Regions from separate parts of the Mus musculus genome. Here regions 1, 2 and 3 are each linked to region 4. A link is a contact called in public promoter capture Hi-C data. All regions are on one chromosome and are shown on one strand. The core of a region is the stretch at or near the end of the contact, and the rest is flanking DNA. Distances in the headings are between cores, read along the strand shown. Region 1 holds the start of Dclk2 (doublecortin-like kinase 2). Region 2 holds the start of Cd1d1 (CD1d1 antigen). Region 3 overlaps Dclk2 (doublecortin-like kinase 2). Region 4 holds the start of Mab21l2 (mab-21-like 2).

Evidence for each region. Promoter capture Hi-C pulls out the DNA fragments that hold promoters and counts their contacts.
Region 1: a contact with region 4 is called in a promoter capture Hi-C map of neural stem cells. The contact joins the promoter of Dclk2 here to the promoter of Mab21l2 in region 4. A contact is called at or near these places in 10 of 39 promoter capture datasets (the 3T3-L1 cell line, cranial neural crest, frontonasal cranial neural crest and 6 more), 4 of 484 Hi-C or Micro-C datasets (the N1E-115 cell line, cerebellum and embryonic stem cells) and 1 of 115 datasets of contacts at active chromatin or transcription factors (embryonic stem cells).
Region 2: a promoter capture Hi-C map of liver shows a contact between it and region 4, with 2.5 times the contacts expected there. The contact joins the promoter of Cd1d1 here to the promoter of Mab21l2 in region 4. A contact is called at or near these places in 9 of 39 promoter capture datasets (the 3T3-L1 cell line, 3T3-L1-derived adipocytes, cranial neural crest and 5 more), 1 of 484 Hi-C or Micro-C datasets (LSK cells) and 3 of 115 datasets of contacts at active chromatin or transcription factors (astrocytes, microglia and neural tube).
Region 3: a contact with region 4 is called in a promoter capture Hi-C map of cranial neural crest. The contact joins the enhancer-like site here to the promoter of Mab21l2 in region 4. A contact is called at or near these places in 3 of 39 promoter capture datasets (cranial neural crest, maxillary cranial neural crest and second pharyngeal arch cranial neural crest), 3 of 115 datasets of contacts at active chromatin or transcription factors (the NIH/3T3 cell line, craniofacial prominence and embryonic limb bud) and 3 of 9 other capture datasets (adipose tissue, embryonic tail and liver).

Annotation. Positions count from the first base shown.
Region 1 is chr3:86,917,687-86,923,547 of GRCm38.p6, reverse strand. Dclk2 (doublecortin-like kinase 2) reads left to right here and starts at 2,664. Exons shown (of 16, transcript NM_027539.5): 1 at 2,664-3,798. The coding sequence starts at 3,378.
Region 2 is chr3:86,996,228-87,002,327 of GRCm38.p6, reverse strand. It overlaps Cd1d1 (CD1d1 antigen), which reads left to right and starts at 2,999. Exons shown (of 6, transcript NM_007639.4): 1 at 2,999-3,136; 2 at 3,423-3,695; 3 at 3,978-4,256; 4 at 4,712-4,990; 5 at 5,542-5,638; 6 at 5,727-6,100. The coding sequence starts at 3,076. The coding sequence ends at 5,748.
Region 3 is chr3:86,843,299-86,849,150 of GRCm38.p6, reverse strand. The region is part of intron 2 of Dclk2 (doublecortin-like kinase 2); the gene reads left to right. Among named protein-coding and RNA genes, the nearest start is that of Gm46810, 15 kb to the right of the region's middle. Within about 2 kb of position 3,395, at least 98 of the 459 cell types and tissues checked have an H3K27ac peak or open chromatin away from gene starts, as enhancers often do.
Region 4 is chr3:86,546,507-86,552,412 of GRCm38.p6, reverse strand. Mab21l2 (mab-21-like 2) reads left to right here and starts at 4,130. Exons shown (of 1, transcript NM_011839.4): 1 at 4,130-5,906. The coding sequence starts at 4,722. The coding sequence ends at 5,801. The region is part of intron 40 of Lrba (LPS-responsive beige-like anchor); the gene reads right to left. It overlaps Gm31677 (a long non-coding RNA gene), which reads left to right and starts at 816. Exons shown (of 5, transcript XR_375777.3): 1 at 816-1,379; 2 at 1,587-1,645; 3 at 3,399-3,462.

The DNA of each region.
Region 1 (5,861 bases), core at 1,415-3,914, 370 kb before region 4:
AGCTATATTTATATAAATGTATATGTTACATGCTGCAAGCATCGGGTATGAAAAGGACAGCAAGTTCTCCTTGAGGAAGCAACAAATTAGAAAAACACCTCTCCTAGCTCTGTTCCAATCGGGATGCTGGCTACATGGTAGCACTGAGAGTCTCTTTTTGAACTCTATGTCCTTTCCTATTAAAATTTAATGGGGAACACTGGGATTTATAATCATTAAAGCTTATGAAATAAAAAAAATGTGCTTCGTTTCAAAAAGCTCAAGTCTACAGTTCTCAGGGCCCCCCACTAGAAACTGTTACCTCATTGTTCTAACTTCTGGGAGAAGAAGCACTTGGTGCACAGTGAACAGAAACGAAGACATGAGACAGCAGATTGCCAAAGTGCTTGCAGCCTAAAAGGTCCGTAGGCATCTTTTATGTAATAAGTAATGGAATGGCTGGAAAACTGCCTTGAAGATCGAAGCTCAGGGCCAAAAAATTGAAGACATGTCAAGGCCTTTGAGAAAAAGAGTAACAAAGTAAAACCGGGAAATAGTCAAGACAAGTTTTTTGTTTGTTTGTTTTTAAATATAAAACCACTTAGTGGAGAATTTAATGAAGTTTTATTTAAACAGATTATACCACTTGAAGGTTTGCATTCTCTTCCCTGGGCAGTGTAGACTGGGGAGAGGTACTAAGCAGAGTGCCGAAGTCTGGTCTCAAAAGCATTGCCAGCCTGGGTGGCCTGAGGGAAGAGTGTGGGATGCAAACACCAGCCCTTTATTTCTCTGTCATGTTGAGCTTTCTACAAGAAGCGTTTACCAGATCCTTGCTGCAGATTGCCAGTGAAGTTTTTATACTTACTGGATAGTCTACGACTATTTAAAAAAATGTGTAATCAGAGCAGAAAGGGGTTATTTTTGTTTTGTTTTTGTTTTGTTTTTTCGAGACAGGGTTTCTCTGTATAGCCCTGGCTGTCCTGGAGCTCACTTTGTAGACCAGGCTGGCCTCGAACTCAGAAATCCGCCTGCCTCTGCCTCCCGAGTGCTGGGATTAAAGGCGTGTGCCACCACGCCCGGCTGAAAGGGGTTATTTTAATGTGTGAACGAGGGAATGTTTTGAGATTTAATTCCTTCTTGAATTGCCAATAGATGAGAAATGAAGTATTTTCCCCCGATTTTTTATTCAAGTAAATGTTAGGGTTAAGGGGAGTTATAGAACGGTAATTCACAGCCGAGAGAGAGAGAGGTCAAGGTTGGCTTCCAGAAGGTGACTTATTTGCCTGTGGCCATCCTGTCTTCATAAAGCCACCTTAAACTAGATCTCAGTCCAGGAGAGACCCAAACAGTCTCCAGACAGGTGAACAGCTAGCAGGTCAGACAGGGTTTCTGAGATGCAGGGAATATCCCAGCGAGGGAAATACATGCCAGTTCTAAACATCTCACTGTAGACATTCTGCACTTGCACGAAAGAGGAAAACGTGTTACGGTTCTATAAACTTTAAACCATAAAGCAACCCAGATTAATTAGTAGTTGCCTCCTTGAAGCCTGCCTTCTCCCAGTTCATTTGCATTAGAAATAGAATTCAGGAACAATTTTTTTCCTCACAAAAGTTTTTAGATTTATTTACTGTGTTGTCTTGGCATGGCATGCATGCAGGGGTCAGAGGATAAACTACAGGAGTCTATGCTTCCCTTCCACCACGTGGGATCTGGCGATGATTGGCAGTTCTATGAGTCACCTGACCTACTGAGTCATCTTGGATGCCCATGGAACTTTTTTTTTTTTTGCCCCTCTATCTCCATCCGTTCTCATGTTTTGGCCAACTAGGTCTATGAGGAAGGATTTGCTTCACGGTGCTCATGGTTGTGTTTCTACCCACTCCTATTTTATGCTGTTCCAGTCGATCACAAGCAAAGCGTTTTTTGTCGCCCTACCTTCAAGGACAGTTTGGAGCTGTTTAGGGCTGCTGAAGAACCGGGTGCCGAATCATTAATTTCATGTGTCAGGTTGGGGCCAAATGCCTTTGAGCTTCATCACCAAAGTGAAATAACGGACGTTTCAAAAATTTCTTGAAACATGTCTATTGTGGGCCAGATATCCACTTAAGAAGAGGTTTTCTTGCATGATGGGTGTTTGTCAGTCCACTTCTGTGAGCAGCTCAGAATGAACACGTGAGCGCGGGTAAATTCACAGAGGTTCTGTTCTCTGCTCGCGCATCCCCAGTGATGGGATTAATGCCCGGCAAATGGCAAGCTCTCCACAAATACTTGATTCAATGAAACCAATAACTTGTAGTCATGTATTCATTCAAAGTTACTGGAACTACTGTGTTATCGAATCTGCAGTAGAAAGTGTGAAGGATTTTTTTTTTCTGCCTAAAGGATTTTTTATTTAAACAATAAATCAGACGTTTATAAAAAACTAATATTGCATCCAAACCTAGTGCTATGTTTTGTATTTCTGCTCTAGGTTGGCCTCGGTTTTTCCCCAGGAGGCAGGATAAGGATGTGCTTGCTGCCCTTGAGTCTCCTTCCTTTGTAGGCTTTTTTTTTTTTTCTTTTGCCTAGCGCGGTTGCGCTAGCCCCCGCGCTTGTGGAGCGCGCAGCGCGGTCACGCCCGGGAGCGCGCAGCTCCGGTAGCCCGGCGGGCGGGCGGGGCCTCCTTGGACCGTAGAGCCGCTCCTCGCGCGGCGCCGCCCTCTTCCTCACCATCTCCCTCTCGGTGTGGTTTGTGGTGTCCCTGAAGGGACAGAGGGTGTCCTCCGGGGTCCAGGCCCTGACAGGCGGCCGAGAGCGCGGATGCCCGTGGGCGTGCGTGCGTGGGAGGCGGCTGCACTCTTCCCGCAGGGGCCCAGCGCCTCTAGAGGATCCCCGGCCAGGGACGCGCACCGGCCGTGGACTGGGCCTGGGCGCGCGCGACGCGGCGGCGGGAACCCGGGACCCCAGGCCGCGCCGGGCAGCCCCGAGGCGCCTCGCCCACGCTCGCGCCCCTCCCCCCTCCGCTTCCTTCCTCCACTCAGCGCGCCCGAGAGCGCAGGCCGGATGCGAACCCGGGCCAGCCTAGGGTCGTTCAACTTGGCGGCTCCCGGCCTGCTGCCCGCGCGCTACTTGTGAGGCGTGGCCCGGCGAAGGAGGCGCTTGGGGGGCGTGGGGCTCCTCAGCTGGCGGCGGCGACCGAGGGCGCGCGGGACAATGAGCTGGGCTGCTGCGCGCTGCGGCCGCCTTTAGCTGGCTGAGCGGCTCCACCTGCGAGCATGGCCCGAATGCCCGCGCCAGGTGTCCCGCTGCTTTAAGACGGGACGGAGCGCCTAGATCGCGGCGCGCTGCGGCCGGGGCGGTTGGGACGTCCTTTTATTAATTAATTAATTTGTGGAGAGCTCTCCCGAGCAGCCGCGATGGCCAGCACAAGGAGCATTGAGCTGGAACATTTTGAAGAACGGGACAAAAGGCCGCGGCCAGGGTCACGGAGAGGGGCTCCCAGCTCCTCCGGGGGCAGCAGCATCTCTGGCCCCAAGGGCAACGGGCTCATCCCCAGCCCGGCGCACAGTGCTCACTGCAGCTTCTACCGCACGCGGACCTTGCAGGCCCTCAGCTCGGAGAAGAAGGCCAAGAAGGCGCGGTTCTACCGGAATGGGGACCGCTATTTCAAAGGCCTGGTCTTTGCCATCTCCAACGACCGTTTCCGTTCCTTCGATGCGCTCCTCATAGAGCTCACCCGCTCACTGTCTGACAATGTGAACCTGCCCCAGGGCGTCCGCACCATCTACACCATAGACGGCAGCCGGAAGGTCACCAGCCTGGACGAGCTGCTGGAAGGTAAATAGGAGGGGCGGGCGCGGCGCGGCAGGTGCGGCCCCGTGCACAGCGGCAGGTGCAGTGGCTGCGGCCAGCGCGCTTCCCCGCCCTGCGCTGGGGCAGCCTGCCGGGCGCTTGCTTTCTAGGCAGCCACGGGAACTGTCTGCTCCTCGGTCGTTTGTGTTGGGTTGGGGTGCACCCATTATCTCCTTCCCAAGAGATTGGCCTTCTAAAAACGGAAGAAAATTCTAATGATCAGAGACAAATACAAACAATGATGGCTGTAAAATTAGCCAACTTATTTTTGCTGGAAGGGCAAACTGTTTGAAAGCGTGTTTCTCCAGTGAGGCGCTGGGTAACCTTTGGTAGAGGCCAGTGCAGTACCTGTGCTGTTCCTGTGTTTGGGATCCCATTGTACCTTCTGTGCACAGCTAGCTCGTTCTGACTCGTTCTAGGTTGGCTTTTCTGGTTTCATGTGTGGCACAAGGCACTGGAGATCAAGAGAGGCAAGCCAGCACAGAAAAAGTCTCACTCAGCCTGTCTTCACTTTGGACCGTGCTGGGCACTTTTTAAAATATCGGACCCGGCCCCACCCCTTAGATATTCTGATGTGCTTGGTTTAGGGTATGACTTGGGCGTTTAGAGTTTTGAAAGTTCCTCAGATGATTTCAGTGTAGCCAAAATGGAAAGCCACCTTGTTTAAAGGATTTTCCACATTTGGTTGGCAACGAGGTGAATCAAGGTGAGTCTCTCTGTCTTCTCCATGAAGAGAGTAACAGTAAGAATGGTAGGGTCTTGGGACCCAGCAGCAAAGGCCTGTTAGAAATTAGGAATCCTGGCACACCAACCATGCATCAATCAGAGGGACTTCGTGCCAATAGGTTTGGTCATTCTAGAGTTCTTGCAGTATTTTTCATTTTTGCTTTTAGTAAGGAAAGGGTGGCTGGTAGTTAAAGAACCCAATTTTTAGTTCCAAACACCCCAAAAGATCAGGCAGATATCTCAGTGTGTACTGAGGGAGTGTTTACATATAATTAGCTCTCAGGCATCGTTCTTAATGCAGATAGTACATTCCGTGTAGCCATAGCCACATGAGCTTGTCAGAGGTGGAAACTGATCCCCGAACTAAGCTGCTTTCTTATTTCAGCATGAGCTTATGTCTAAAGGCATTTTCTCCCTTTCACAGATGAGGAAACTTAAGCAGCAGGGTTACTATTTTCTAATAGGCCTCACTTCTGAAAAAAAAAAAAAAAGTTAGCCATTCTGACAAGTCCCTAAAGTGGCTGAGTTTCTCTGTCACTTTTATCAATGCTCAGGCTACACAACAACCCAATTAAAATTAAGTTATCTTCTTGTGTGTAAGTTTGTAGAAGAGGCTACCTCACACATTGCCTTGGTAGTGAGTTTTGGTCTTAAAGACTGAAAGAAGAGGATGTGTCAGTAAAATGAAGGCAACAGAGGGCCACTTTACTTTTGTTTGTTTCTTGAGACAAGTCTCACTATGTAGCTCTGGCTCTCCTGGAACTCACTATATAGACTAGGTTGACCTCGAATTCGGAGAGATTCTCCTGCCTCCAGTTTTCTCTGACCCCAGGTCAGACAGAGTGGCCGCACATTGACAGGCTCAACTTTGCCTGTTTCACAAGCACTTGCCCCTCACCGGTCCTCAGGTGAAGTAACCTACTTTACCTTCAGATGACTCGTGACTAACAGCTTGAAGCAAAGGCACACAAACATTTGCTGTACCATTATTTACAGTGTCGTAGAATGGACTGCATGTGTGGTTAGTGATTCCCCAAAATATCATCAAGGGAAAAACGTGGAGGAAACTTCCCAACCACCTGTTTGCAGTTGAAGTGACTCAGAAGGCCACCCATCCCCTAGGGAGAGAGAGACTTGATATATAACATGTGCTATCATTAATCCAGAAAATGCTCTCACCTTTCTGATGATAGTCATCTGTGAAGCAGTTTAATTCTACTCAACAACACATCATCAAAATACCTTTAGAGAAGAGAAGAACATTTACCTTCTTTGATCATGGTAGAAATCTGTCTAATAGTGGGTCTTTGTGCAGTAATTTC
Region 2 (6,100 bases), core at 1,750-4,249, 450 kb before region 4:
TTTCTTTTTTTAAAAAAGTTAGTGATACAACCCCCCCCCCCAAAAAAAAACTGGAAAATCAAGAATAAATCAATCCCAAGTTCGGTAGATAACAAACAACAAATACCAGAGCAGAGATTAATAAAATAGAAACAGAGAAAACAATACAAAAAAAATCAGTGAGTCTAAGAGTTGGTTCTCTGAGAAGATAAACAACAAAATCAACAGAATCTTGACCTAACTGACCAAAAGAAAGAACAAGAGGACCCAAATTATCAGAATCAGAAGTAAGTAGATGGATGCCAAAGAAATTCAGAATATATATGTAATATATTAAAACCATGCACTCCACTCGTTTGGAAAATCTAAAAGAAATAAATGTATTTCTGCATTCATCCAAACCATCAAAGTTAAGCGAAGAAAAGCCCAACAACCTAAGCAGACCCATAGCAAATGAGGGGATTGAAACGTAATAAAAAGCCTTTAACTTAAAAACAAAACAAAGGAGCCCAGGTAAACTCATAGCAGAACTCTAGCAGACTTACATAGAAGATCTATAAGTAATGCTTCTTAAATTACTTAAAAAAAAATAGTAACAGTAGGTACACTTCCTCCGTAGGTTTATTCCTAAATATTTCATTTTCTTTGAGACTATTGTGAACCGGAGTGTGTCTATGATATCTTTCTGGGCATGTTAAGTGTTGTTGGCAAATAGAAGTTTATCTGTATCTTACCACTTTGCTGAAACTGTTGATCATTTCTAAGAGTGTTCTGGTGGTATTTTTGGAATGTCATGTCATCTGCATATAGGGTTAGCTTGACATCTTTTCCTATTTTTATCCCTTTAATTTCCTTCTCTTGCCTTACTGCTTTAGCTTGCACTGCAGATACTTTATTGAAGAGGAGCAAGGAACTATAAAGGAAAATGAAATCATGAAGTTCTCAGGTAGATAATGGAACAAGGAAATATTATACTGAGTGGGATAAACCAGACCCCAAAGACGAATGCTGCATGCCCTCTCATCTCTCTTTCATCGATTCCCAAACTTGAGCTGAGAGCATATAAACTGGAGTAACCACAGAAACTAGGAAAGCAAAAGGAGGGTCAAGAGAGGTTGTCTTAGAATCCCACTGCTGTGATTGAAACACCACGACCAAAAGCAACTGGAGAGGGAGGGTTTGTTTAAATTTATGAGGGAGGAGTTGGAGGAAGTAAAGGGATGGAGGGAAATGGTATAAGTTTGTTGTGATAAAAAAAATCATGCTTTTGAACTATAAAAAATAATCATTGTTTTAACCTTTTATTTTTTAACAAAACTTTTCTCAAACTGTTGGGAGCAATATCCAGTAAAATCAGGTCTAGTGGATTAGAGCCACCTCCAGGAGCACAGCCAGGAGGGAGAAGCCTGCCCTCTAGGACTCTTACAACACTGGGGCCCAGGAGAGAAGGTTGGTGAAGGCAGAATGGGAGGAGTCAGGTTAGGCAATGTGATTCTCGCGTTCTGACAAGCCTCCAGCTGGGACAGCGAAGGGGTCAAACTAACATTTCTGTAATGACAAGGCCTATGTGTTAGGAAGAAAGGCCAACAAAGATAGCTGCCGCCCAGTGTGTGGAGATGGGCTGGCTAGCTTTCCAGTCTTTATTCACACTGTCTGGGAAGCTTGAGGAGGCTCTCTGAGAAAATTACATTGGAGTTTGAAGTCTGAGTGGACACTAGGCAGGCGCTTGGAGGTCAGAGGTCCCCAAGGGGTCTATTTGTGCAGAGATCTGAGGAAGAAGCTGTATCTAAGGGACGAAAGCATGTGAGACTTAGAGTAGGGTCCCAAACGATGCTCCAAGGCAAGCCAGAGCATGGGCAGAATGATCCTAGAGGCTATACCGATCAATGATGGGGTTTTTTCCTACCTCGTGGAAGGTATTTCATATAGTTGAAGCAGAAGGTTGCGGTTATGTTAAGGGTAGAGACATAGAGAAGAGGCCTACTTAGGAGACAAGGCAAAAAGACAGAGCAAAGCATACAACGGGGTGACTAAAAAGGAACGAGGAAGATGGTATCAGGATGCTTGCTGCAGGAGTACGATTTACCAAGGATGACTTCTCCTTTCTCACAGTAACTGAAATTTTGAGCAACTGTTTTTGTCACTACTTGTTTTAAGCGTGAGAAGTTGGGAATGGCCCTACAAACTCACAGGCGCGCCCTGTAATCTTACCTCTGTTCTCAAAAACAAGAGGTTCGGTATTTGCGAGTGAGTGGGAAAGACATCTGTCTGCAGGTGTATGGCCCGTGTTTTCGCTGTGCTGAAGCGCTTCGAGGGGGCACATCTCGTCACTTTTGGCTTTTCCTCACATCAGACTGACACAAGTCTTCGATTTTCGCAAATCATGACAGTACAATATACAGAACAAAATAAAAACTAAAAATAAAATATGCCTGTACTCTCCCAAAATGGAGTCGGGGACAGCCAGAGGGCAGGTAAGGCAAGGGAGAAAAGAAACCAGGGTAAGGGGAAAAAGAATCTGACATGGGAAACTGTGGGCATACGAAAGCTATGAAGGAACTTAACCCGCCTAGTCCTATCCTCTCAATGAACCACTAGAAGAATCACATCTATTATTATCATTATCATTATTTTAATGTGATATTTATAGATATCTGGGAGGATCCAAACTTGTAAATGGAGCACCTGCAGACAGCCCCTGCTAGCTAGACCAAAACGTCCCTTCTATTTTTCCCCTTGCATTTTTAATACCATCGGAGTTGTAACCGAAATACAATTTTGTCTTGCTTTCGATATTGAGACGATAGTCTCAACCTCATTCTTTAGTATAACGGAAAGACATTTTTGTTGTTGTTGTTTTGTTTTGTTTTGTTTTGTTTAAAAGTGGTTTGCGTAGCGGTTCTGAGTAAAGCTGCACTCCAACCCTCAACTACCAGGGGGTTTGGCTTTGTCAAAGAGTAATTTACCAATCGTGCCTGCGCGTCCTTCCGGGTTTTGCTGGCTCTGCACCAAAAACCCCAGAGCCTTTGTGTACCAGTCCGGGAGCAGAGTAAAGCGCAGAAGTCGGAGCCGAGGGCTGTGTAGAACTCTGGCGCTATGCGGTACCTACCATGGCTGTTGCTGTGGGCATTCCTACAGGTCTGGGGACAATCTGAAGGTGAGTGAGTAAAAGCGCACACAATCTAGAGAAGGGAGGAAGGGAGGGAGAAAGAGGCTGGCTACAAGCTCTGTGCAGTAGTGGGCGGGTGGAGGTGGGCTTCCCGGCTTGCAACAACAGTGGGAGGAGCAATGTATGGCTGCGGCTCAGGGCTTAGCTCAGTTCAGAACTACACTGAGCCTGCCTTTCCTTCCGCAAGCGCAGCTAAAGCTGAGCTTTTTCCTACTGCAGTCTGTCCTCAGACTGAGCCCACTCGCTAAGTTCTTTCCTTTTCCTTTGTTTCCAGCCCAGCAAAAGAATTACACCTTCCGCTGCCTGCAGATGTCTTCCTTTGCAAACAGAAGCTGGTCCCGCACAGACAGCGTGGTCTGGCTGGGGGATCTGCAGACTCACCGTTGGAGTAATGACTCAGCCACCATCAGCTTCACGAAGCCATGGTCCCAGGGCAAGTTGAGTAACCAGCAGTGGGAGAAGTTGCAGCATATGTTTCAAGTCTATCGAGTCAGCTTTACCAGGGACATACAGGAATTAGTCAAAATGATGTCACCTAAAGAAGACTGTGAGTGGAGGGGTTGGAACCCTGAACCCAGTGGGCAGGAGTGATCCAGACCCCAGCTGGATAACTGTGGGCATCGGGCATAGCTTCTCTTCTCTGTCCACCCTTATGGTTTTACTTCTGTCTAAAAGTAACCCTTGTCCCTTCTAAAAATAGCCCATTTCTGCTCTAGGGCACCATGATCATTTTCCTCAACTGGCACTTAACGATAATCTTCATACCAATTCCTTTCTTCCAAATCCCTTAATCATGAACTCTTTGGTCTCTGCCTACTCCTCCTTACAGATCCCATTGAGATCCAGCTGTCTGCGGGCTGTGAAATGTACCCTGGGAATGCTTCGGAAAGCTTTTTACACGTAGCATTTCAAGGAAAATATGTCGTGAGATTCTGGGGAACGTCCTGGCAGACAGTCCCAGGGGCCCCATCTTGGTTAGACTTGCCCATCAAAGTGCTCAACGCTGATCAAGGGACAAGTGCAACCGTGCAGATGCTCCTGAATGACACCTGCCCCCTATTTGTCCGTGGTCTCCTAGAGGCAGGGAAGTCAGACCTAGAGAAGCAAGGTCAGCTGGCTATTTTCACCCTGGCTCTCCACTTGGATCCATCTAGGTTTTTACATCACTGTCAGCTGTAGAGGAAGGGCAAGGACTAGGAAGAGATGAGTAAGGCCTGTGGGGTTTATTTTCTCACTGACAGCCACTCTTGGGTTCTATAAATTGAGTTAAATAAAACTGGGGATGAAAACTGAGCCATGCCATATTTGAGGCAGGCTGTACCAGCTGAAATTCAGATTGTTCCAGAGTACAGAGGAGGGCTACAGGAGACTCAGATCAGGGAGGGGGGTAGAAGTATCAGGGATGGTCTTCCTAGCCAGAGGGAGACAAATGGATTAAACTAATAGGCAACTTCATCTCCAGAGGTGGACCTGTGGGAAGCATGAACTTGATTGGAGACCTGGAGCCCCTAATATAAAATGTCTTGCTTTAAATTTTTTTTCTTATTCTCTTGATGAGTACAGAGAAGCCAGTGGCCTGGTTGTCCAGTGTCCCCAGCTCTGCACATGGCCATAGGCAGCTGGTGTGTCATGTCTCTGGCTTCTACCCAAAACCTGTGTGGGTGATGTGGATGCGGGGTGACCAGGAGCAACAGGGTACTCACAGAGGTGATTTCCTGCCAAATGCTGATGAGACATGGTATCTTCAAGCAACCCTGGATGTGGAGGCTGGAGAGGAAGCTGGCCTGGCCTGCAGGGTGAAGCACAGCAGCCTAGGAGGACAGGATATCATCCTCTACTGGGGTAAGAAAGAACTGGAGCCTGGGTTGCCAGTGAGCAGAGGCAGCCATCAAACATGGAGCGGGAGTTGAACAGATCTAGATTCAGAAATGAAGCCCCTAACTATTATAGAAGAGCTAGAAGGAGGGAATTCTAGATAAAAAAGAAACCCCAAAAGACTTGAGATAAGATGTTCTCTGTATAAGAAGAAAGAAGACCCAGAAACTGACAAGATCCAGAGGTCAGTGGCAAATAAAGAAGTTTGGGAAGAGCCATTCCCCAGTAGAGAGGACCCAAGGCCCAAGGCATAGCTGCAGTATATTGGGCGTGTCCTGGGTGAGCACTGGACATTTTGCTGCCCCTACTTCCACTTGTCCCTTAGCTTTGAAGCAAGTGTTGTTATTTTGAGTTTAAGAATGAAGACGTTGATGCTAAGATAGGGTAACTACCCAGATTCACACAGTAGCCAGATCCTGATCATGAGAAATGGAATGGATATACTTTAAATTAGAATGGGGAACTTGAAACATGTACTGGTTTTCTGTTGAGAGATACATTGTATTCTTCCAAACCAGATGCCAGGCAAGCACCCGTGGGCCTGATCGTCTTCATAGTACTGATCATGCTAGTGGTGGTGGGTGCTGTAGTCTACTATATCTGGAGAAGGAGAAGGTAAGTCTCCCTGTCCATGTGCTCCTTCCCTCAGCATCCCTCCTTCATTCCTTCCTTTTCTCTCCTAATGGCCTCTCTCTTCTTCCAGCGCTTATCAAGACATCCGGTGACTCTTCCTTACACCTGCCTCTCCTGAAATTCAGACTTTCCAGGCTCTAGGACTTCAGTCCTGGTCTGCTCAGGATCTGGGGATGAAGGAGAGGAATCCTGAAGAAGTGAAGAGCAGCCAGTACGCTCTTTTCAACATTAATTATAAGAAATTAATTATTTGAGTTGTTTCGTCAGTTTCCATAGTTTAGAACAAACACAACTGCAAATGTGCGTACCTGCCAGAAACAAGCTGTTGGCAGTGTTTTATGGGATTTGCACTGAACTAGAAAGCATACTTCCTGCCCAAACAGACGCTCTGAGGTTAGTTGGCAAGTGTAAAGTCCAACACCAACCTGGCTGTACTCTGTATTT
Region 3 (5,852 bases), core at 2,146-4,645, 300 kb before region 4:
ACAAAACAAAACAAAACACAAACCAACACAGTTTCTGTTTGCATTTGGAGAGACTCTTAATAACTAGGAAATGTAACTGTTAGGCTGTCTCACTTCCAATTTCGCTGCAATGACGACGACATGTCTGTTGTGTGCATGTAAGGGTAGCATGCTTTCTCTGTATGCCAAGAGCAGGTGCCTTCTAAACAGAAAGTGTGGTATTTGCCCTGGCAACATCAGTTTCATTTTTTAAAGTGTTGCCACGAGTGATCTGAGTGGTGGTGTGCTTTCCTTCTGAGAGTGAGCCTTCCATCCACCAAGACCATACCATGGAGATTTTTTTTTTCTCATTGCTTTTCTTATAGGATTTATACTGGTTTGAAAATGAAAATTTTGACATTTTGTCCTGTGAAAATAAATGTAGCTATAGAAACCAAAACCTTATATTTTCTATAGCACAGTATTTTTCTGCTTACTTTGGACTCAGCTCTAACTTGTCCTTCTGATTGAACCATAACTAAAAACAAGAAAACAGAGGGAAGTTTGTCATTAGGCAATACAAATTTTGGATGCTAAAGCTTATTTTCTTCCTTCACAAAGCCACCAGCCCTCATTCATTTTTTATTTTAAATTTAGTATATTTGTATGTGTATGAATATATATGTATGTATGTGAGTGTGCGTGTGTTATGGTGTGCCTTTGCAGGACAGACAATAGTCGTTGGTAGTTCTCTCTTAGAATGTGGGCTGGGTCGGAGGAATCTGAGGTCGTCAGACAGACCCCTGTAAGGATGGAATCAGCTTACTATAGCCCTCAGTTTACTCTTTTTTTTTTTTTTTTTTTTTTTTTTTTTTTTTTTTTTTGGTTTTCGAGTCAGGGTTTCTCTGTGTAGCCTTGACTGTCCTAGAACTCACTCTGTAGACCAGGCTGGCCTTGAACTCAGAAATCTGCCTGCCTCTACCTCCCAAATGCTGGGATTAAAGGCATGTGCCACTACTGCCTGGCCTCAGTTTACTCTTAAGATCCTCTTACATTCTGCAGCTTGAAATGTCTCCCTAACAAGTGTGCAGGATGTTCACTCTACCAAATCAGATGTGGGTAGAGGAGCAACTCAAAAGGGAAGTTTGTTGCTGTGTAAGACTCCTGGGAACCTTAGCTTACTGGGGACCCCCTGAGAGAACCACGTGGAGCCGGGATCAATGCAAAAAGCACCCCCAGACCCGAAGGAGAGGCAGCGACCACCAGCACCCCAATCAGATCAGTCCAGTCGGCGAGTTTTTATATGGTTTCCAGGGGGCAGAATAGACCATCAGCAACTAGGCACAATAGGATTGGCAGAGCAGTGCACCCTTTAAAGTGATTGGTCTTTAGGGAATGAGATGACAAGGACTTCCCTTGTCTGAAGGTGGGTAACAGTCTGTCCAGAGGAATGAGTCCCCACCCACAGGTTGGTTCCTGCCCTGTGGTGTGAGAAATGTTAATTCTCCTCTCCTTTCTGGAGGCTCAAGTGTTTCATGACCTTCCCATAGTTCCTTAGCTGACCTTTTCAGCTGGAATCTTTAGGGTCAAAGATTCTCTTTCTAAAGCCTGCTCTTTAGAAGAGAGTTCCAGAACAGCCAGGGCCTTGTGGAAGAACCCTGTCTCCAAAAAGCAGAAAAACCAAACCAAACCAAAAAACATATTTTTTTATTCTTTTGGCTTTGTGTTTTTGGTTTTTTTTTTTTTTTTCAAGACAGCATTTCTCTGCATAAAAGCCCTGACTGTCCTGGAACTTGTTTTGCAGACTAAGCTGGCCTCAAACTCACAGAGATGGATGGACCTGCCTCTGCCTCTGCCCTGCCACTCCCGGCTAAGTTTTTTTGTTAGGAATTCTGTATGAATGAAACCTAATCATATTTTCCTCCCCCACCTTCCCCTTGTCCCTGTTGACATGTACCCTTCCCAACCTTATGGGTTGGTTGGTTTGTTTGTTATTTAGTTTTGTGTTTATAACCCAGTTAGTGTTGCCCACATGTGCATGAGTGAGGGCCATGCCATTGCAGCAAGGGAAATCTGCCTGTGACTGAAAACAAAACAAAACAAAAACAAAAACAACCCGAGAGTATCTTCACTCCTGTCAGGCTGGTTAAGTTGGGATGGGTTCTGCTGTAGTTTTTTCTTGATGCCAGAATGTAAGTTCAAAGAATAACTCAAGAAAGGAGAGCACCAATTTTATTTAGAGAGGAGAACAAAAAAGTAAAAGACGACCTGACCCCTTTCAGATACATCGTGTTTTAGAACCTAAATGCCACAGAACAATTAAGGATAGTAACAACGTTTGTGCTGGCAGTGTTGAGGACTTTCATTTTCCAGAATAATTAAGGATTAATTGATCAGGTTTCTCCATATCATCTTAATTAACGATTCTAAGGCTCTTACTTCTCTTGAGTGTGATCACGTGTGGTGATGCCATGCTGATACCAGAGTGTAAGCTGATGTGATTTCTATGTGCAGAGAATCAATTCCTGAAAAATCCTGCAGGTTCTGCCTGTTTTTAAAATATGTAGAGATCATAGTATTCATTAGCACATATTGATACATTTAGTATTTTTAGTCTGGCAACAAGTGGAGTCCTATTTTAAAACCATATGATTGAAACTTGTGTTTATAATTTGTTTCAAGAGAGTTAGCCAATTTGTTTGAAGATATCAATTTCAGAACATATTCACTATTCCCTAAAGCATAAGAAGTTGGCCTGAACTTGTAATGACCTTAAAACATTACTTAGAAGTCGATCCTTTAAAAAAAAAAATTCCTAGGTATAAGATTACATCGTTGCCATTCACTTATTTCATAAAAGACAGAAAAATGGCCCAGTTGTTTGGATTTTAGACAAGTATAAAAGCTGCTGACTTATTTCATAAGCTCTTTTATGTTTTCTTGGAGGTTGTAAATCACAGTTAATACTTCTCTTTAGGGAAACAGCATGTGGTCTAGCGAGAAGTCTCCTCAGCTGGCTCTGTGACTTGGAACATTTTGCTTAACCTTTTGAGCCATGTTAAGCCCCTTTTAGGTAAATGGGCACGTGAGTCCTTGGTAAGATTGTCCTGGTGGCTAAGAGAAAGTTAGTGAGAATGAGATTCCTTGTGTAAAGTGTGTCCTTTTCCCCCATGGATGTTCCCTTACCTCATCTGTTGCAAATAGACCAGTTTTAGACAGTTACCACCTTGAGCTGTGGTTCCATTGCCCTTTTCGTAACATAGTTTCTTTTTATTTGTTTGTTTGTTTATTATTTGGAATGACTTGAGCCCTAGAAAGTCTTCATGCAAGGTGCTGTTACATCTGCTTAGAAACATTTGGTCCCCTAGTCCCTAGAGTCACAGCAAGACACAGAGGGTGGAGTCACAGGAGGGCTGGCTCAGTAGGCTGACTTCCCATTTCCTTGTCTGACTTCATCTGGAATTTTGCTGTGGCTTCTGTTCCTTAGAAAGCCCTAGAGTACATTGGACAGCTTTTTCTGCTTTAATACTAGCAGTCAAATTATCTTAGACATTTTCTTCTTTTATAAGGCCATTGTCTCTCCTAGAAAGTATCATTTGGTAGCTTTAAAAGTTTAAGGTCTTTTGTCTGTTGACGGAAAGAAACATTTTATGAAATCAAATGTTTGGTTGTAAAACCCTATGATTAGTTGTGATTGGTGGGAGCAGTAGGAAAATAAAGCTGAAATCCAGTTTTTGTTGTTTTTATTTTATTTTATTTTATTTTTTTAACAGACAAGATTTAAACGCAGGGGTGTAGGGACTGTCTGCAGGTGCCATTGAGATGCCTTTTACTGTAAGTGCTGCTGCCTTTGAGCTTTGGTTCTGTTTCTATGGCAACCGCAGGATCTATGTGCTTGGCTGAATGGATTTACAGGAAACTGAAAAACATTGCTATTCTAAGTAGCTTGTTGTGGAAAGCGCAGCCAGCATTCACTGAGAACAAAGCAGGCAATGTATGCTAATTGTATTCCTTGTCGGGGCTAAAGAGTTGGGGAGAATCCCAGCGTCTGCTTACTGACTTTGTGTTTCTTGAATTTTGGAGGACGAAATGACTTACTCTTTATTTATTTCAAATTTCATATTTGGTTCTCCTGTCTCCACCCAACCCCCTTTTCCCAAAGTGTTGAAGATGGGATTCATGTCGCAGACAAGCTAGGGAAGTTCCCCGTCCCCCATTTCCCTGTACCTTTAAAAAAAAAAAAAAAAAAAGCTATTCTAGTAGAATTGATTTAAACAAAACAAATCTGTCTGTCTGTCTGTCTCTCTCTGTGTGTGTGTGTGTGTGTGTGTGTGTGTGTGTGTGTGTGTGTAAGATAATGTTTCAATGAAGTAATCTGCTGGTTTTCAGGGTCTCAAACACCGAGGTGGGCAATCTAATGCAAGTGGCTCCCTTTGCTAGCACTGTAAATTAAAATGGCACTGAGGCTTATCCTTTATGTCAAAACTCTCCTACCTAGAGTTTCCTTGACGTGTGGAAGCTGTTTCTCTAAATATTTACAAAACAGAAGAGTCATGTAATAAACTGTTGCTTGGGGGATCAGAATGAAATGCAGTTTTCCTCTATTATTTTATTCACTCATTGCATGTTTACAGAAGACTGCACATTGATGTCAGTACAGCTCTATTAAAAGGCCACATGGTGATTTCAGTTTCAATATAAATATATTGGGCTTCCTGTTTGAGATTTTTCAAGTCATTTTTAGAAATAAGGTACAATTCTTTTTAAAAATGTAAGGTATTCAGTGGAAGCAGCCATATAGAAGGACTCTGATATTGAAAGCTTTTGATTTCAGGAGCTACCTCCCCCGTTCCCACCCACATACTCAGTTAAAATGGAAGAAGACCCATAAAAATCCTAATGTGTACCCACCATCCTATTATTTCTTGTATGAAGTGTCTTTGTTCTACCAGCAAGGCAATTGGCAGTGCAAAGGCTCACCCTTATTATTACACAGATTTAAACTAGTCTTTCTCTGAGACTGAAGATGTTTTCTGTGCATTCCTCCCAGGTCGGGGAATGTGGAATATTTCTGTAAAGTACACTTCTGATATCTCAGGAGACCCTCATCTATGGAAACTGCAAGCTTCCAGATAAATCAAGTATAGGGTATAATTGTGAATTGCAGTCTCTGTAGCCCATAGGTGGAGTAATTAGGAATCTCAAAGTACTCTGAGATATTGATGAAAGGTTTAATTCTTCAGAGAGACTCTGTGATACAAGACAGAATCTAGGAAGGCTAGATTGGTTTTGTTTTTTTAAGATGTCTAGGACCAAAATTTGTTGAATAGATCTTTGCTGAGTCCCTTTAAATATGGAGTTACAGGCTTTGACAAACATCAGGAACTGGTGCTAACCTGATTGCTAATGGGTTGAGAGGAATTACAGGACGATGATGCGAGAGCTAGGAGGAGGAGGTAGGATCCATAACACTCCAATCGGGATTCACTCCACAGAAACATGTAGAGCACCTGGCAGGTGCTGTGTGAGGGGCCAGAGAATGAGCCTGACTGTGTGGCACTTAGTCTATGGTGAGCTCCACAAGGAGCCAGGCAGTTACCTCAGTGAAGGGGCAGTGGGCTTGGTGGCCCCAAAAGATCCTTGGAAGTGAAGAGGTCAGCTCAGGAACTTTGGAAAATTCCACCAGGTCCCTCCCCTCCTGGAAGAGAAAAATCCTGAAGCACTCGGCACCCCTCCCCTCTGGAAGGGAGGGGGAAGGAAAGGCTTAGTTAGGTTCCTCAGACCCTTGGGGGACGGGGGACGGGGGGGACGGACGGGGGGGGGGGACGGGGGGGGACGGACGGGGGACGGGGGACGGGTTGACACCGGGGACGACACATTCCAAGACCACCTAC
Region 4 (5,906 bases), core at 2,881-5,380:
GTGTCCAGGTCCACAGTCGCCCTGGAGCAACAGCTTCTTCGGCCATGCAGGGACGGATGGAAATGACACTCAAAGGGCATTAGCTTGCTTTTTTCCCCCAGACTGATTTCCCCAAATGGAATGCAGGCTTCTTTCTCAAAGCACTTATGCTGAGGCTAAGTCAATGCTAAGAGAAAATGTAACTGAATTCTCTAGGCAAGAAAGTTTCATAAATGGGTTATTTACTACCTTTCAAGAAACTTCAAAAAAAAAAATCCAAGTCCAACATTGTTTAGGATAAAATACTATAAGGTTAACACTCTAGCCTAATTGCCTATTATTTTTCAACTGGAAGAATTTTCAGTTGAAGAACTCTGTAGGCTCACCACCTGATCCTAGCTAGCACTATTCTCCACACTAAAGTCCTGATGCTAATTAACTGTAAAAAACATCTCTCAGGTCTAAATAGATAGTAATCTTCTTTTAAAGAATTTGTAAAAGTAGGTAACCTTTTAATTTCCAACTTACAGCTCCCGTTGGTTTTGATGAAGAAGAGTGTACTTCCCTATGTTTAACTATGATCAGGTAAAAATGAGATGTACTAAGGAGTAACTTACGCTTCTGACTGCTGTATAGACCTTAAATATCCACATATCTCAAAAGCGAGTGGAGGAATTGATCTAACCCGACTCAATTTTTAAAGAAACAGGGACTAATGTTCTAAACATGCACATATTTTAGTTTATAGTTACTAAAAACATGCCCATCTCAATACATTTCTAGATGTCATGACTGTAATGATTGAAAATGTTAGGCCCAGGGAAGTCTGAAGGTTCGGCATTACCCATAATCCACGGGGGAGGGGGAGCCACCCTCCATGCCCTCCTTCCTTTCAGGAATGTCTTGCAGCCAGCCAGCCCAACACCACAGTTCTGGGCAGAAGCATGCTGATATTGGCACTGCCTAAACCAAACAAACAAGATGTTTAACAGTCAAATAAAATGTCCTGCAGTCTCCCTAATGAATTTGTCAGGGACCATCAGATTTCACTCCCCCTCCTTTGCCTCATTAACTCAAGTATGATGAGACGGATTATAACAAGAGAATACAGATCAATCGGTCTGAAGACTTGAAGTGGCTTTTAGCCTCTAGAGTTTCTTTCTCTCTTGGTCTCCTTAATAGAACACCGCATCTCCTGCAGAAGGAGCTGCCACTTCGTTTTAATACACCATCAAGGAGCTGCTGATGGACTTCTACACCAACATACATAAAAGCAGAGGTGACAGGGGCTCTTCAATTATAGCCTCCTCAGATACCGTTTCCCCCTTCAATTATTCAACCAGGGATAGGAGCCGCAAACAGCAGAAGCTGCCTGCTCTCAGCCAAGGCAGTGGAGAGAGGTAAGGGGGAGGGGTGCAGTGTTTGCTGGAAGTGTTTAAGTTTATTGCTCGAATGATGTTTCTAATTAGCACCACAGCGATAAATTAAAGTCGCCTTTGTTTAACTGATTTATTATTTACTAGAGCATCTACCTTAGACAGGGTAAATTGGTAATGAATTGTTTTTAAATCAAAACATTTGTAACGTTTTATCATCCTTGCCTCTAGGAAGAGAAGTGGAGAAACGGTGGACAAGGGTGTGAGGAAACTTGCTCAAGCTGGCAGAGGTGAATGCAGTGGGTGCGCGTGTCCTGTAGCTTGAAGACGTGGCAGGCCGAGCTGAGACAGCCAGAATTACAAGGGTTCGCACAGGCGTCTCTGGCCACATGCATGCTGCAGATCTGGCCCCTGGAGGATGTGGAGGAACTCTGCACCTGGGCCTTGCCACCAGTCCCCGCCCGCCCAGCACTGCCTGTGGGATTTGTTCCAAGCTTCTTTTCCCTGTGGTCCCATACTCCACGGGAGTACACCCCTCTGGCCTGTAACACCTCCAAGGCAGGGACTATAGAACGCACTAGTTACCCGGCTACATGGCATGGTCTGGGTCCTGCAGCACCAAAGCCTCCCTGACCAGCGGGAAACCGCTGGCCGCAGCTAGCCGCCTAGTAGTGCATTCACTCTTAGGAACGCCCATGAAACTACTGTCCCAGAGGCTCTCTGATGCTTACTTTGCAAGGTTCTTCCCAACTCCTCGCTACTTAAAACGGCCCCCAAGCGATAAATCCCGCTTGGTTTAAAAAAGAAAAACCCAAATACTCTTTAGAAAGGAGCTTTAGCATCAAGGTGGAGGCGGGTCAAGTCTCCAGCCCTCCGGACCACCAAAGACTAAGAACGAATGAAGGGGTAGGGATCCAAGCATCTCATGCCCAGTAGAAAGAAACATTAGCTCTCTCGGTAGCAACTGAATTCAGGTTCTGGTAGGTTTCAAAAAATGCAAGTCAAGCTCTCCTACGGGGTTTTACAAAAGTTATACACAGCTTTTTAAAAAAAAAAAAAAACGGGCTAAAGATTTTATTTTCCCTATGCATAACCCACGGCTTAAATATTATCTGCCAAATCAACCTAAAAATAGCCCTTAACTACCTGAGTGTATTAAAACAACTGAGAGCCCTGGCATCTTAAATTCTGAGATAAACTCCCAGTAGCAAGTGAATCACCTTGCTGCAGCCCTTGTTTTTCCAAAAGTCCTACGAGGCAGCAATCACACAGCTTGTTAAGGATAACACATATTCTAAGGAACAAGAGCGACTGAGTTTTAGTGGGATGCAGGGGAGGAGGAAGGCCATCTGGGTAATCAATAACAGTAAAGTTATAGATTTTTATCCCAGTCAACTCCTTTAAAAGCAAGAATCAATTATGAAAATAAAATTATTCTAAACCAGTACTGCCCAAGAATATGTTCACAATTAACGTCACAGTATTTAAAAAATTAAGAAAACCTGAATTCAGGCTCATTTTTTTCCTTCATTTTAATTTAAGTCTAAACTATTTTGGTAGCTTATTTCAATCAGCAAGTATAACCAAGTAATGTATGCTAATATATAAACTTACAGTTTCTCAAAACTCACATATTTTCTCTCTAGTTATTGGTAAATTCCTATAAGAGTAAAATAATGACACAAAGATAGCTAAATCTAAATTATGAAATAAGGATCAAAAACATATCTGGAGTAGTTTTTGTCCTGTTCTGTATTTTTAACAGCATATGGAAATTACTAACAAGAGATTTATGGTTATAGACTGTCATCCTATCCCCTCCTTTACACATACACAGCAATTCTCCAGCTCTTGGCAACAATGGGATGGGAGGGAAAGAGAAGGGGGGGGGGACTACAAAATTTAAGTCCTTTCTTAAGCTCCCCTTCCTGCTCTCATTTGCCTTCAAGCCAAAGACAGTTTGTTAGAGTCTGCACCTTCTGCAGAATGTTCAGAGACTTAAAACCAAAAGTGAAGCTCACTGAAAGCACTACTACTTTGCAGGAATTGATCCAGCCATACCCAGAGAAGAATCCCTTCTATGAAGACTCTCCTCCTCACTGCAACGGTAAGAAAAGAGGATAAAAAAGAAAATGGGACTATGAAACGAGTGAGAGCATTTGGCTTCTGTCTAGTCCCATTTTCTCACCCCCCACGCCCCCTTTATCAAGTGCAGTGTGGTGGCTGCTGAGGTCCCAAGCTTGTCCTCTCTCTCTCTTTCTCTCGGATTGGCTAAAGCACTGACAGCTTGCATAGGGATTGTAGGAACTGAAGCTCCACCCCTTCACGGTGGCCCAGAACCATTCATAAACTAAGGAGAGAGAGAGAGAGAGAGAGAGAGAGAGAGAGAGAGAGAGAGAGAGAGAGAGAGAGAGAGAGAGAGAGAAGTGTGGGGGGCAGGTATCAGAGGACAGGGGGATGAGGTAGAGACTGCAAACGCAACCCAGAGGAGAGGAAAAACCCGGACTCCTTAGACCTGCACACCAGATACAACGTAAGCAACGATTTAGTCACACTAAAATAGATTTTGCTAGGGCCAAAAGTATAAATAACGAGGCAGAAAAGAATATCAAACAACTTGCAGCAGTTTGCACCTAGAGAAAGGCAGGAAGAACCCACCACAAACAAACCAACCCAATCCAAACAACGCCTCCAGTAGGAAGCCAGGAAAACTGCTACGACACAACCCCCTGAGAAGAGAGGAGACTAGCACGCTGAGACCGCGCGGGGCGTCTGCAAACCTCAGAGTGCGCTGCGGCCTGAGCTGTACTTCGCTGCTCTCCGGGCATTAATTACATCCTTCACTTTCCTTTTGGGGGAGGGTAAGGAAGGCATCACCTACGCTGAGCGAAGGCGTCCAACCATCGAGGGAGAAGTTTCAGAATGAACCACTGAATGTTTTTGTCTTATTTTTAAATTTACTTTGGCACTTATAAGACTTCATTTCCAGATATCTGGGCAATCGTGGCTGCTGCGGACATCTAAGCCTAGCCTCTTGGTAACCTAGTTTTTTCTCTCTCACGATTTCATCCATCTCTCCCGCACAAGGAGAGGCTCGTCTTTATTTTTGCAGGTACTTTCCCCCCTAAATAATATTATTTCTAATTTTCTGCGGAAGAAAGAAAAGAAAATTCCAAAGAGGGAAAAGAAAAGGCCAGCCGGCTATATCATCAGCCGGTCAGCCCAGGTGGAAAGCAAGAGTGAAATTGGGGCTTCAGGGGGAACGCACCGCCTTTCCACAGCCGCAGGGCCACCACCAGTGCGTGAGCCTTGGATCCCTCAACGTATTGCGAGACGCCGGTGTACAGCCCGGACCTGTGCCCCAACATGATCGCCGCTCAGGCCAAGCTGGTTTACCAGCTCAATAAATACTACACCGAGCGCTGCCAGGCGCGCAAGGCTGCGATCGCCAAGACCATCCGAGAAGTCTGCAAGGTAGTGTCGGATGTGCTAAAGGAAGTGGAGGTGCAAGAGCCCCGCTTCATCAGCTCTCTGAGTGAGATTGACGCCCGCTACGAGGGGCTGGAGGTAATCTCGCCCACCGAGTTCGAGGTGGTACTCTACCTCAACCAGATGGGAGTCTTCAACTTCGTGGACGACGGATCTCTGCCCGGCTGTGCCGTGCTCAAACTAAGCGATGGGCGGAAGCGGAGCATGTCTCTTTGGGTCGAGTTCATCACAGCGTCTGGCTACCTTTCTGCGCGCAAGATCCGCTCGCGTTTCCAGACACTAGTAGCCCAGGCGGTGGACAAGTGCAGCTACCGGGACGTGGTCAAGATGATCGCCGACACTAGTGAGGTCAAGTTGCGCATCAGGGAGCGCTACGTGGTGCAAATCACCCCAGCGTTCAAGTGCACCGGGATCTGGCCTCGCAGCGCGGCACAGTGGCCTATGCCCCACATCCCCTGGCCCGGCCCCAATCGGGTGGCGGAGGTCAAGGCCGAAGGGTTCAACTTGCTCTCCAAGGAGTGCTACTCGCTGACTGGCAAGCAGAGCTCCGCAGAAAGCGACGCCTGGGTGCTGCAGTTCGGTGAGGCGGAGAACCGCTTGCTGATGGGCGGCTGTAGAAACAAGTGCCTCTCGGTGCTGAAGACGCTGCGGGACCGCCACCTGGAGCTGCCTGGCCAGCCGCTCAATAACTACCACATGAAGACGCTGCTGCTGTACGAGTGCGAGAAACACCCGAGGGAAACGGACTGGGACGAGGCTTGCTTGGGCGACCGTCTGAACGGCATCCTGCTACAGCTCATCTCCTGCCTGCAGTGCCGCCGCTGCCCTCACTACTTTTTGCCCAACCTCGACCTCTTCCAGGGTAAGCCCCACTCGGCCCTGGAGAGCGCTGCCAAGCAGACCTGGAGATTGGCCAGGGAAATCCTCACCAATCCCAAAAGCTTGGACAAACTATAGAGTGCTGCCGACTGCGTGGAAAGCAACATAAATGGGCATGCTCTCCCAGAACACACAACAACAGCAAAAACTCGAAACACAAACTTTTATGTAAATCACCTGAAA